2 separate regions of the Arachis hypogaea genome follow, and region 2 is linked to region 1. The links are chromatin contacts, called in public Hi-C maps. All regions are on one chromosome and are shown on one strand. The core of a region is the stretch at or near the end of the contact, and the rest is flanking DNA. Distances in the headings are between cores, read along the strand shown.

Region 1 (2,700 bases), core at 78-2,577:
CTATAAAAGGCCCCAATTTCTATATACACCATACATTCTAAAGATTCTAGATATATTCTATATACATTCTATATTCATAGAATTATTATAATATACAAAACATGATAACTTTTATTTCATGTCTTACATTTTATATTCATAGGATTATTCTTATACCTCTTAAACACTTACCGACTTGAGCGTTGGAGTGTTTTTTGCAGGTATCCACCCCTTTGTTCTCTCCCTGACGTATAACTCATCCCGACGAGAAGCTTAAAGACATTCATCGACGGACGAACTATACACTGGCTAACCTCTACAAGAACAGTTTCGAATTACTTTTGTGATAAAAATATTTGAATTTTTTTTTTGTCGTGACGGTTGTGTTTCTATTATGACCTTGTATTATTCCAATTTTAGTTGAAGACAAGCATACTAATAAGTAATAATTGAGAGTCATCATATAATAATTTAGTTAAATAACTTCAAATTATGTAACATTTTTAACTAGTAATTTTTCGTTTAATATCAGAGTTTTGAAAATTGAATTGGACCGGTTGGTTCAGCCGGATTAACTGGAAATCGATCACCAGGCCAGTTCAGTTAGCATCATAAACTGCCTAGTAGGGGTGTATATAAGTAGGGTGAAATCAGATTTGTCCCATCCAGAGCCAATCCTAAATATATATCAGACCTATTTTTTAGATCCTAATTCGATGAAATCTATACACATTCGGAGCACAATTATACGGGATAAAAATCGAACCTTTAATCATAATTTCATGCATCTTTATATCTCTTTCCTAGTTTCATAATTATTTTTATTAAAATTAAATAGATTAGTTAATAATTAATATTACACCATATTTGTTAGAAAACACAAGTTTAAGACAAAACGTATTATCTTTTTGAATGCTAGTATGGGAGAAGTTTTAAATTTCCAACAATTATTTCATATGATAAAATTCATTTAGTAAAAAATATATAAGTTACATACAAATAACACAAAATATTATATATTAGTCTAAAGTCTTATTACTTATACTTCTTAAATATAAAATAATAATTTTGAAATATGTATCCTCGTCGAATCAAACTGTAGGTGATCCGAATTATAGCCCGAACCCAATTGAAGTATTCTTCTAAGTGTTGTTTTTTGTTCTCGGGTCAAACCCGGACCACTTCGGATCCGGGCCAATATATGCAAAAATACTTTAGATTCAAGCCGGATTTTTGAACCAAATCAGATCATGTACACGCAAAAAACCAGTCAAATCGACAATTAACGGGTGAATAGCCAAAACCGGCCAACTTTTTTAAAGGGTTTTTGGTGTAGTATATCCCTCCAAACGGCGCCGTTTTACAGCTTAAGAAAAAAAAAAAGGAAGAAACCCTAAACCCCAACGCAGCCCAGCCCCACTCCTCTCTTCTCTGAAACTGAAAAGTGAAAGTTTAAAATTGAAAGAACAAAGAACCCTAGCCCCCCAGCCCCCAGCCCAGGTCGCCGTTTGTTTGCCGTTTGTTTGCCGTTCACGTTCGCGTTCTTCGCCGTTCACCGTTCGAGTTCGCATTCGTGTTCGTCTGGAAGCCACGTTGCTCTGCTTCAAACACTGCGACCAACCCGCGTGCTCCACCTAGCCGTCGAACTCCTCTCTTTTGTCGCCGCCGTGAGTTCCCTAAACCCGCCACCAGACAATACACTCACACAACACCAATACTCTGCCTCAAACTCTGCAACTTCTGATTTCTATTACAATAAGTAACTATTTGATTTGGTAGTGGTTTGGATTATTTCATAGACTGAATTAAAGTTACAATAGTTATGTTCTCTTCTCTATCACATTGATATTAAGCTTTGAATTCTCTTGTTTTGTTTTTAATTTTACCGCACTCAACATGTTTGATGAAATGTTTTAACCATATTTCTGGTTGGTTTTATACTTTCTAGCTTTTAGAAACTTAGTAAGTTGATTGCATGTGAAATTAGAATAATTGGATCTTAGTAATTAGGAATTTTTAGCTGCACAAATAGCATCTTTGTAGAAAACATATTAGCATGATGATTCCACTTGCATTAGTGTTTCTTTTGGTAAATTTTTAACTGTTATTGTGAATTTGTTAATTTGCTAATTGTTCTTGTGTTGTTGTTCTGTTGTTCTTCTGTTACTTTTAATTTTTTTTTTTGTTGTGATTTTCTGTTCTTGATTTAAGCTGTGATTGAAGGTTCTTTGGTTTTGGTATTCTTCACTTTCCTGTAAGCTTAGCTTTTAATTCTTCAAATCATTGTTTTCAGCAATGGTGATTTTTAGATTTTTTTTTTGGGTTGCTTTGTTTTAAATGTTCCTATTGTTGTTGTGTTTTTGCTGTGATTTAAATGTTCTTTTGATTCTTTTTTTTTTCCGAATTCCCAGTCAGTACTTGGTTGATTGGTTTTGCTCACTGAATGTATTTGATGATAAATTTTAAATTGATAACTCTATTACTGCTTTACTGTCTGTTTCTGTAGTTAAATTTTATTAAAGTTTCTTGAATTTGCACTGCCTATGTTATTGATTCACTGTTCCTTCATTGCTTTTTTTTTGTTGTTAATCATTGTGATGAGCTTTGTTAAAATTGGGTTGAAAACTACTAATCTTTCTTCATTTTTCACTGTTCTAACGTTTGTTCTTATTAAAAGATTTGCAATTGGTGATCTTTTGATTCATTATATGCTTCATGTTT
Region 2 (2,700 bases), core at 104-2,603, 200 kb before region 1:
CCTTTCGCCTCCGTCGCTGCGCATCGAATTCACCGATAAATTGAGTTACTCTTTTTATGTTGATTTGTTGCTATTTTTTTCTTAGACATTGAATTGTTCGCTTTGAGCATGTTTTGGATTGGAATTGTTCTCTTTCATTTATCGGTGTTCAATATCAAAATTGGAAGAGAAGAAAAAGTCATTGGATGAGAGAGGTGAGTTGGAGGAAGGAAGCGAGACCCGACCTGTGAGCACAAATGCGGTGGATCCGGCATGACGACGGTGAATCGAGGTGAGAGATAGAGCGCTGGAGTTGGGGTATCGATTTGGAAAGTGAGAAAGTGAAAGTGAGAGAGCTGGAGAGGGGTGAGGTGGGTTCAGATAGCCTAGAGAATTTTTTGTCATTTTCAAATAGTTAAATTACACGGTTGGTCCCCATACTTTCACTAAAATTGCAAATTTGTCCCTGTTATCAAACATGTGCAGCTCACATGTTTAAAACAGAGAATATGCTGAGAATATTCTATTAAATCAAATACTTTTTGAATGGTAGGGACTAAATTACAAATTTTAATTCTCTTTAGGGACTCAATTATAAACTTTTAAAGTGTAGGGACTAATTTACAATTTCACTGAAAGTGTAGGGACTAACTGTGTAATTTAACCAAGAACATATTATCAATTATTTGGATCATCCTATTTATGTAAGTTGGTAAATTTTAATTTTTTTCTGTATTTAAAATTTATTTTTTATGTATTTATATTCTTTATGTATATATATTTTGTAATTAGAATATTATTTTGTGTATTTTATAAATATTTTAATAATATAATAATAGCTTTTATAAAATAAACGTTAATAATAATAAGAATATGTGTAATTTTTTAATAATTTTTTTTAATTTTTGTTAGTATGAATATATTCAAGAATAAAAAAATATTTTGACTTTTTAAACATAAATATGTTGCGTATATTAATAAATAAATATTATAATAAATTAAATATGTAAAATGTATAAAATATATATTTTTATTAAAAAATTAAAAAAATAAATAATTTGATAAATAAAGATTATTAAATAATACGTGATAAATGTTATTAAATATTGTTATAGCAAATTTTTTTTCGTAAGGATTAAATATTTTATTTGATAAATAAATAAAGAAATTAATTTTTTAATAAATAAATAAATAAATAGATAAGCTATGTTAAATAATTTAATAAATAAGATATTAAAATAAATATGTGATGAATGTTTATTAAAATATTTATAAGGATTATTATTTAATTAATGTAACATATATCTTTGTTGATGCAGCTTAACAGGAATTTGTTGGTGCGTAAACTGGATCCGCCACAGACGTGAAATCCGATGGTGGAGAACTACTTATGCGCCACGGGATTCTATCACGTCTCTAGAATTGGAGTCATAAGAGGATTTTACCTCATGTTAGCTGCTCTGGTTGAAAGGTGGAGGCCAGAAACCCACACCTTTGTATTGCCGGTCGGTGAGGTTATAGTGACATTAGAGGATGTCGCTCATATATTCGGTCTACCCATTGATGGAGAGCCTGTCAGTGGATGGACAGATAGTAGTGGCGACTTCCTTCAAAGTCAGAGCATAGTGATATTTGGTCGTGAGCCATCAGTCAGTCATTCTTCGAAGTCCTATATAAAGCTGGGTTGGGTTCGACGTATCAGAGACATAGAGCCGTTAGACACTAAGGAGTCCATCAGAAGATACGTCAGATGTCAGATCTTGTGTTTGTTAGAGTCGACCCTATTCACGGACAAGTCAACCGTATATGCCCATGCGAAATATCTACCATTGCTTTGCGATTTCAAGCGGATCCATACTTATAGTTGGGGGCAGCGTGTCTTGCACATCTTTACAGAGCACTATGTCGTGCATCACGATATGATACAAAGGAGTTGGATGGCCCTCTGAACTTGTTGTTTGTTTGGACATGGGAGCGAATGCCGTGTCTTGCTCCCGTACCGAGACAAACCCTTCCACCAGCCGAGATACCAGTTGCCAGGAGGTAATAAGTCTTATTTTAGTCATGTGTTATATTCATGATGCATGTTTGACTTATGGTGAGTTATTTAAATATTTTCAATTAATAATGTTTCAAGTGGAGTCATTCGGAACGGACCACAGCGTGGTTATCGAAGACCGTAGACACATTCAAGCATGATATAGACTACGTGCAGGAGGTAAATAATTATGGTTCTTATCCATTTTTCCAATCATTATTGTTAGGGTTCTAATATACCAATAATACTGTGGCAGTTTGAGTGGCGGCCGTACGACGGATTGATCGTCCCAGACGAGTTGCATCCTCATCTTGAGGTGTGTAACATCGTTGCTCCATTGTTGTCGTTCGAGTGTGTCGAGTGGTACCCTACGGACGAGTGATGCATCAGTTTGGATATATACAACCTCCTCTGCAGGCAGCAAGGGATATTCCACTTGACCAACATTGCATCGTTCTACGCGGAGTGCAGCTTCATGACTGGACAGTTTTGCATGGGCCTTGGATAGCGGAGTGGGCCAACAGGCGACACAGTCGATTGCGAGATCTGCACCCCCTTCCGACCAGGGATTTTTTTCCGACGGTTGAGTACCGGAATTGGTACGTACGCTCCTACGAACATCTGTTGAGATTGACGGGGTACGCTCCTCATCATACATAGGCACCTGCCCTACAGCCACTACC

The links. Hi-C and Micro-C count contacts between places; a contact is called where the count stands out from the background.
Region 2: a Hi-C map of leaf shows a contact between it and region 1, with 5 times the contacts expected there. The contact joins the promoter of LOC140175069 here to the promoter of LOC112710507 in region 1. A contact is called at or near these places in 2 of 8 Hi-C or Micro-C datasets (both in leaf).

The regions. Positions count from the first base shown.
Region 1 is chr9:15,564,372-15,567,071 of arahy.Tifrunner.gnm2.J5K5, reverse strand. It overlaps LOC112710507 (protein SLOW WALKER 2), which reads left to right and starts at 1,327. Exons shown (of 17, transcript XM_025762754.3): 1 at 1,327-1,738.
Region 2 is chr9:15,769,221-15,771,920 of arahy.Tifrunner.gnm2.J5K5, reverse strand. LOC140175069 (protein MAIN-LIKE 1-like) reads left to right here and starts at 1,353. Exons shown (of 1, transcript XM_072201978.1): 1 at 1,353-1,928. The coding sequence starts at 1,353. The coding sequence ends at 1,928.